2 separate regions of the Cricetulus griseus genome follow, and region 2 is linked to region 1. Evidence: chromatin contacts called from public Hi-C data. All regions are on one chromosome and are shown on one strand. Each heading gives the region's core, a stretch centred on a gene start, on an enhancer-like site or on the middle of the called end of the contact. The rest is flanking DNA. Distances are from core to core; before and after follow the strand shown. Region 1 holds the start of Fosl2 (fos-related antigen 2). Region 2 holds the start of Babam2 (BRISC and BRCA1-A complex member 2).

The links. Hi-C and Micro-C count contacts between places; a contact is called where the count stands out from the background.
Region 2: a Hi-C map of fibroblasts shows a contact between it and region 1, with 5 times the contacts expected there. The contact joins the promoter of Babam2 here to the promoter of Fosl2 in region 1. A contact is called at or near these places in 4 of 8 Hi-C or Micro-C datasets (the CHL-YN cell line, the CHO-K1 cell line and fibroblasts).

What each region holds. Positions count from the first base shown.
Region 1 is chr7:12,336,629-12,340,884 of CriGri-PICRH-1.0, reverse strand. It overlaps Fosl2 (fos-related antigen 2), which reads left to right and starts at 2,089. Exons shown (of 4, transcript XM_027424424.2): 1 at 2,089-3,041. The coding sequence starts at 2,940.
Region 2 is chr7:12,764,887-12,769,142 of CriGri-PICRH-1.0, reverse strand. It overlaps Babam2 (BRISC and BRCA1-A complex member 2), which reads left to right and starts at 2,009. Exons shown (of 12, transcript XM_027424426.2): 1 at 2,009-2,154. Rbks (ribokinase) reads right to left here and starts at 1,812. Exons shown (of 8, transcript XM_027424429.2): 1 at 1,583-1,812. The coding sequence starts at 1,677.

The DNA of each region.
Region 1 (4,256 bases), core at 840-3,339:
TATGCTGCTGCTGCTGAGGAAGGGCTGATCCGTTTTGCGTCAAAGGACTGCATTTACTCAGTCCTGCTGAGAGAGGCGCGTAAACACCCAGGCAGGCCAGGACGCAGGGATGAAGGGGAAAAAAAGCCAGGCACCCACGGCTGGTGCGTGTACGCCTGCCCCACACCCCAGTCGCGGGCCTGCAGAACTGCGCTCTGCTGGGAGAGCAGCTGCAGAAATGAGAGGAGTCTGGCCACCTCGACTCACCATGCGCACAAGTCCTTGGGGATGGAGCTCGGGACAGAATGTGTTTTATAACTGTAAACAATGACCCCGAGTATTGTTTGGGATTACCGTATCTTGGGGCCCTTGGGGCGGCCAGATGCCGCCAGCCATCCCGGAAACGCCAGAGCTTTATATAGAGCCCCGGGAAAGCTTCGAGTTCCCGACTCTTATTTTTCTTTCCTTAGTTACGCCCCCACTTCACAGATAAGGAAACTGAGGACTGGGACTGGGATGTGAAATAGCAGATGCATAGCGCTTCAAAATCCCCAGTGAACCCCCAACAACTCACCTTCCTAGTCACTCCTCAAAAAGATCTTTAGGATACAGATGTGCTGCCTAGGATGGTTAAAAACTGGGCGTAATTACTGGTTTGTAATCCCAGCACTCGGGAGGTGGAGGCTTATCTAAGACATATACGGAGTTCGGGGACAGCCTGTGCTACCTGAGCCTCAAAAGAAAGAGTTCCTCAACTCCTGGTACAACACTTAGCATGGTACCTTCTCTTAGGATGATTGGAAGTCCGGAGCAGACAAGAGCTTCAGAAGGTCGTCCGCTCCAAACCTTTCATTATACAGAAGGAAATTGAGACTGCAGACTCGCCCAAGATCTCACAGCTCGTAAATAGCATGGCCAGGCGTTCATACTCCAAGGCCTGCGCTCTTTACCCTGTGCACCACCCCGCCCAGCAAGGCGGGAAGAGCCAGGAGTCCGGCCACGCGTGCCCTGAACTTTGCTCCAAAACAGCTCAAGGCAACTTGGGGTACATCTCTCGGCCCCCCAGTTTGTTTGTTTGAACAGCTTGGTTTGCTTTTAAGGCCTGGTTGCTGCTATTAGATGCGACCAAATTGTCTAGCACAGGGGACTCCCGCAATGTCTCGCTAGCTAGTTTCATCTTCAATAGCACTTCTAGCAAATTAATTGGAAGGTCAAAATAAAAAACAAAAACAAACAAACAAACAAAAAACCCAAGAGCACACACATACAAAAGGGAAGCAGTGGGCAGCCAGGCTCCGAGGGGGAAATGGGCAGGCCAGCCCCGCCTGGCGGCGCCGTGCCGCACCCCGCCAAGACCCGGCCGCAGGGCGGCGCGGGTGCCCGGTGCGTCCAGGACGCCTGCTGTACCGGGCGGCGCCGCGGAGGGTGCGGACGACTGCGCACGGCCGCGCCCTCCCCGCGAGCGGCTCTGAGCGCCGGGCTCTGGGCCTCGCTGTGGCGCCGCACTGAGCCACCCGTCTCGGCTTCAGGGCTGCGATTGTTTTCTAAAACCCGGGGCCCGAGCCCGCGAGGCCGCTTTCGGGGCCCCGCCCCGCGCCCCTTTCTTTTGGGGTGGGGATGGTGGGTGCGCGCTTGGGAGCGGGCAAGGGAATCCCTCTCCCTCCACGTCACCCGAAAGCGAGGAAACCCGCACTCGCGTCCTCTAACGCAAATGACCATCTTTGGCAACGTGCGCCAATGGAACAGACCAAGGGCGCTGCGCCCCGGGGGGTGGAGGAGCTCGGCAAGAACTCAAGCGGCCTCGGCGCCCCCAAAGTGCCAGGGCCGCACGCTCCCACCCTCACCACCACCCGCCTTTCTTGCGCGGGGTGTGCGGCTGGCGTCAGCGTGACCGCGAGCAGGGCTGGGAGGGGAGCGCCGTGCCCGCCTCCTCCCCTCCCGCGCCTCTTCCTCCTCCTCCTCCTGGTCCCGGGCCTCCTCCCCCGCCGCCTCGAGAGCTCCTCCCAGCAAGGTGGAGTCTAGCGTTGACGTGAGTCGATCCACATGGTGCGGGGCTGGAGAATAAAGAGTGTGGAGTTGAACTCGTGCCATTGTAGTGACTCATCTCGGGCAGAACGCAGGGGCTTGAAGCGAGACAGCGAGCTGCGCTCGGCAGGGACTGAGAGAGAGAGAGAGAGAGAGAGAGAGAGAGAGCGAGAAAGGGGGAGAAAGAGAGAGAGGGAGGGCGAAGCGAGGCAAGACGCTCGAGGCCAGCTCGTCCTGGAGCGGACACCGGGTGCAGGTCACTGCGACGCGGAGCCACGTCCCTCTTAGCACTGCTCAGCCTGGAACCCCACGGGCACTGTCCCGCCGGCGCGATCCGGGCAGCTGGACAGGCGCTCACTGCCTTGTCCTAAGTCAAGTGTCCGAGTCGCCGGGAAACTCAGGCGGCGAGTTGGCCACAGGAAGTTTATTCTCGGGCTCCTTTTCTAAAAGGAGGAAACAGAAGTTTCTCCCAACCGGCAGCTTTTCTTTTTCGCCTTTTTGGCGCCCTGTGAGATTGGGGAGGGAGTCCCCCAGAGCTGCCAAGCAACACCCGCTGGGCTCCTAGTCTTTTTTGCGTTGCCCATTTTTGATCCAGCCCGTGGGTCCCGGCGGAGCTCCGGCTGCGCGCGGGGGCGGAAGGGCGCGCGCAGGGGAGGGACCGAGGGACGCGCCGACTTTTTAGAGGGAGGGACCCGGTGGACAGCCGGTTCCGCGGAGCTTGCAGAGCAGAAACGAAGTGCGGTGCGCGGCGATCGGGGGATCACTTCCCGAGTGTCGCCGCCTCCCTGTCTGCCTCGGTTGGGGGACAGCCCCGGAGCCAAGAGCCCAGCCCGCGGCGGGGCCGGTGGACCAGCGAGCGCGCAGCAGACTGCGCGGCCGCGGCGAGGGCGGGGAAGAAAACCACCCTGTTTCCTCTCCGGCCCCCACCGCGGATCATGTACCAGGATTATCCCGGGAACTTTGACACCTCGTCCCGGGGCAGCAGCGGCTCTCCTGCGCACGCCGAGTCCTACTCCAGCGGTGGCGGCGGCCAGCAGGTACGTGCGGGCCCGGGTGCACCTGGCGGCACCGGCTGACTCCTTGCCCTCTCCTCGCTCTCACTGCCTCCATCCCCAACCTCCGTCTTTACCCTTCCTTGGCTGGGCTAGAAAAATACTTAGGGGCCACCGTTGATAAGTTGTGGGGTTTTGTTCTGTTCCGCCCCACCCACCCCACCACTTTTTTTTTTTTTTTAAACAAGCGGAGAGTGGGCTTAAAGAGCCAATAACAACCCCCCTCTCCGGCTTCTCTCACTTTATTCCAGAAAAGCTTCTGGAATTGTTGGTCCCCTCTTGGAAGCCTGTTGCCTCCTTCCGAACGCTCTCCCCTCCTTTTCCACCTTCCCCTTTCTCGGTGGTGGATAGACAAGGAAATCTTTGCGCCTCCTAAGTCCCCTCCCAATCGTCAAAGACCATACAACGAAGGCCTTTTAGCCTTTCCTTTTTCTGTTTTCCTTCGGTCTTAGCAGCTTTCTGAAATGGGTTGGGGACTCAGAAATACGGTTGGGCTCCTTCAAGTGATCCGGAGGGAGGGCTAGGGTTGCCTCTGGGAATCAGGTGCGAAGGTCAGGAAGGAAGAAGCTGGCTTTGATTGGCTCTTGACACCTCTTGTGCTCACCCCCCTCCCAGCTTCCGGTGAGGGTTGGGCAGGAACCTGTACTGTCCCGGAGAGCAGAACCTTGGGGGGCTTGGGGATACCTGGGGCAAAGAAGCTGGCAGAAAGAAGAGGGAGAACGAGACATCACTTGGGCTCCTGAGTAGTGGTTTTAGAAGTAGAAAAACAACTTGTTTCTAAAGCAGGCAGACTGGTTTCCATTGGAGGGATTCTGCCCGCACTCCGTGTGTCTGTAGGATACCAAACGGGTACTGGTGAAGTGGTGGTGCTGGTGGGGTACCTGACTTGTGTAGCACACACACTGTCTCATGAGGGAACTGCATGAGCTTACATGGTCCTCTGCCGCCCGAAGCCCTCTGGAGTTCCTAGCCAAGTTGGCTGCAGCAGCGTGAGTTACTCCATAAGGCCATGGCTATGGCCTTGGCTTTGGCCTCCAGCAGTCAACCCGATGGGGGGGGGGCGCTTCCAGGGAAAGATGGACTGAGCTGGGAAATATAGTAAAAACATGTCTTTCTTTGTAATCCGAAAAAGAGGAGCACCTCTCTCAAAGTAATGCCCCATGTCGAGTGAGTCCCTCCAAATGGCTTTTCTGTGTCTTC
Region 2 (4,256 bases), core at 760-3,259, 430 kb before region 1:
TGTGGCATCCCCTGGAACTGGATTTCTGGTGGTTGTGATCCAATGCCATCTCTCCAGTCCCTGCAACATATTGTCTGAGGTTTCTGTCAATCACACTTGCCTCTACCAGTCTCCTTTCTTGTCCCACTTTTAATGTTGAGTTGGGTAATTTGATAACATATTTATCTATCCTTTCTGTCTATCGTGTGTGTATACGTGTGCATCACACATGAGGAAGGAAGTCAGTTTTTGTCCTTCCACTACAGTGGGCTCCAGGGACTGAACTCAGCTCATCAGACTTAGGACAAGTACCTTTACTTCATAAGTCAGTGCTTCTCAACCTTCCTAATGCTATGGCCCATTAATACAGCTCCTCATGTATGGTGACCCCCATCCATAAAATTACTTTTGTTGGCTGGGCTGTGGTGGAGCAAGTCTTTAATCCTAGCATTTGGGAGGCAAAGGTAGGCAAGTCTCAGTGAGTTCCAGGACAGCTGGGACCACACAGAGAAACCCCATCTCAAAAAATAAAATTACTTTTGTTGTAATTTCATAACTGTAATTTTGCTACTGTTACAAATTGTAATGTAAATACCCAATATTCTGACCCCCAAAGGGTCACGACCCACAGGTTGAGAACCACTGTCCTAAGCCATCTTGATGACCCTGATGACAATTTATAAATGTTTTTGGCAAGTTTAAGTCGAATAAATGAAGACCCAGGAGCTATTTTTTAAAGTAGATATAGGTAGTTTGCTGCAAGGATTTGGTTACTTTGATTACACCAAGGCCTTATTTCAAGGTTCTCTGTTATCATTTGGAAAAAGATTTAGGGACAGATGAGGTCTTAATCGTTGCATACTTAATCATTTAAAAATGATATTAAGTTGCATTGTATTAGAAATGTGGTCATTAACATAAACAGAATTGGAGTGGTATGGACCTTCTTGGAATTATTTTTCTACAACATGTATACTTTTATGCTTAAAAAGCTGTTTTCATAAAAACAATGATGACAAATCAGAAGGAAATCTCTTACAATCTAACTCAACTATTTTCATTTAGCATATTTTTCATCACTATCCGATCATAGTTTTTTTTAGTAGTTACAATTCTTATGTGTGGTGTTTTTTGTTTTGGACTCACACTTGGGTTTACCACAAGGTTGACCCACGGCTCATTTCTACATAAAACTGTAAACACGAAACACTGCAGGAATGCCAACAATCGACAGAGTGAAAAGGTGTGTGTGCCTTTTTGCCTCGACGCCTTATTTCACATGTGTTCAAATCGAGTAATGCCCAGTTGGGGGTGGTTGTCCTCACAACCCTGTAGGGTAGGTGCATTCTCAGAGGTTAAAATGTCACCGGGCAGCGTAGCCAAAAACCAGGTTCAGGTGTTTGGGGAGGGGTGGGGGTGTCTTTCGGCATCAGAGCTTTCACGGAGCGGCGCCCCGTCCCTTCCTTCCCGTGTCCTCAGGTGTCCACGTCAGGAGTGGCGCTGTGGACACCTGAAGCTCACAGCAAAGCTCCACGGTGGGTGCCCACAGACCCGAGGCCCGGGGTCGCCCTCCCGAGACCCTGCGCTGCGGCCCCGCACTAACCTCACCAGGTCGGTCATGCAGGAACCCACCACCACCACCGCCGCCGCCGCCACCTCCTCCTGCCACGGCCTCCCGGGCTCCCCGGACGCCGCCATTACTACCTCGCTCGACCCGGACGCTGCCCTTTGCCCTTTGCCTGACCCCGCCACCAGAGACGTCGCTCCTTCCTCCCTCACGCCGCGGCCGTCCCCCTCGCCTGCTCGGGTCGCCCACCCGAATGCCCGTGAAACCGCCCGGGCCTCCGGCGGCTCCCGGCTCTTTAGGACCCACGTTCCCGCCCCGCCTCACAGCACAGGGCTCGGCCGCCACGGCGAGAGTCGGCGTCGCTCGCCCGACCCGAGGCCGGAGCCGCGGGGAAGCTTCAGGCGCTACCCGGCCGCCTTCCTTAGCTTCCGGCTGGGCTCGGCGCGGGCACGCGCACGCCCGCCCGGCTCCGGAGGGGGCGGGACGTCCGGGGGAGCGCGCACGCATCCGGCCCGCGGTTCGCGCGCAGGTCGGTGCGTCGGTCGGGGGCGCGCTCGGGTAACCTGTACCCCGTCTAGTCGCCGGTTACTGATCGGACTAAGTTCCAGGTACCTGGACCCGGGCTGGTGCGGGGAGGTTGGATCTCAGTCGCACAGGTGGCGCCGAGAGCCATGTTTGAGTATGGCCAGAGCGCTTGCCTCTTCCTCAAGAGAAGGCCCGCGTCCCAAAGATGCCCTGCTCGCTCCCAGCACGCGGATCCCCTCAAGAACCAGCCCCCAAGACCCGGGGCTGCTCTCTCTCCCCACGTGCCTTGCTCACTCCCGGCCCCTGAAGAAGCCTGCTTCCTTTGCGCTAGATGGGGGGAATCATACAGTTTGGGAGAAAGGGTTGGATCTCTTTAGGTTTTCCTCAGAATGGGTGGCCATTCTTCGGATCTGAACCGGCTCGCTCTCCCCGTCCCTCCCCGCTGTTGCCCAGTTGGAGAAATGGCTCCCCCACAGTAACTTCCCTCGTGCGCCATATGACGCGAACGTGATGCAGCAGGCGGCCACCCCTTTCCGTTCCATGACGTCAACGGGGCACATGTTTCCGTGTTTGTCATCCTCCTAATAGCAAGAGCCGGATCGGTGCTTTTTACGTCTTTGTACTCCCCAGATAGCCAGCCCACCAAAAGACCTCATGTGACCTTACCTTGCGGCAGCAGATTTCTATAAAAGTATATATTTGCATTTTTCCTTCTGCAATACGTCAAAATCAGGAAATACAAATTGCAAAGCAAACATTCATGAAAGACTGGCCACCAAAAATTTCTGCCCTTCGGGGATCCGTTATAATGTGCTATGTGTAAAAGAGGGTGTGTGTGTGTGTGTGTGTGTGTGTGTGTGTGTGTGGTATTTCCAACCTGTATCTCTGCATATTGTACCAAAGGTCCATCATTTTTTTTTGTTGTTTTTTTGTTTTTCAAATTCCTCATTTTGGAGTCAGTATAGTTTTCCTTCTTTATTAGAGAATTTATACTTCACAACTGAAACATATTTAATCTGCACAAAACCTTTCACTGTCTAAAAACTGCATATGGCTGCTCTGGAAATAAAAGCAGAAATCCATTCCCTCGGGTATGATCCTAAAGTCTTGACACTTGCTGAAGTGGAAAGGGTTGTTATAATCACTAGCGTGGTTTGGCATCTGGAGTAGGTTTGTTTCTTTTGGCATTTAACTAGTGAATCATTCAGGCTAGCGTCGGCACTGGTCAGCAGTAGCCTAGCTGCTTTCTAGTGTACAAATTCATGACCATGTCTTCCTATTTGACAAAGTGTATGCTTTAAAAAAATCCACCCTGATGCTTTCTTTAGTGGCCAAGGAAGTTAGCAATAGTGGACTTTGAGAGAGGTCTGGATTTGAATTCTAGTCCTTATGTTGGCTCTGTGTGTGACATTGAGTAACTTTGTATTTATAAAATGGAAACAATAGTCAGTAAGAAACTACCTGGAGGGGTGATGGTGGTGGATAGCTGTACAGAAAGGTGAGTAACAGAGAGCTCATATGTGATGTTTAGAATGTGCTAGTTTTGTTTCTCTTTCTTAGAGAAAGATAAAATAGTGGGTACTGTGAGAAAAAAAAATTAGTCATCGTCATGAGCAGTCTTTCTGTTTGCTTCTACCAGATGACCACTTCTGTGCTTTGCATGTGATGTAAGTAAGCATCCCCTTCAGGAACTGTGACGTCGGTATTGGTAGGAATCAGGTGGAAGTGCTGCAGAATTTAGAAAGAAAAGTCTTCAAGGTGATAGTGTGGGTAGTATATTATTCAAAAAGCATTTACCCCTGTCGTCTGGAAGATACAGGTTGTAAATGGCAGCACGGCATATAGAAGTGCTTGATAAGTATTGAAGTGCCCTAAAATGTGTATTTTTTTTTTTTTTTATGTTAGACAGTACAGTTGAGGGAACATTTACTCTTGCCTTGGGATGGTGTATTAGAATGGTATGAGGAAGTCCATAGGACTTCCAAGGAGTTGGAAAAGATTCATTTGGAGACTAAAGTACACAGTATGCAGCTTAACCACTTCAGAAATATTTCTGGGTGGCATCATGGTATTTTTTTTGGAAAGATCTCTGTAGTCATTTCTTTATAACTATCTAAAATGATAAAACAAGTATTCAATTTAGCAGAGTTTGTAAGTCCCTATGTGCCATAGTGTGTAGAAACTA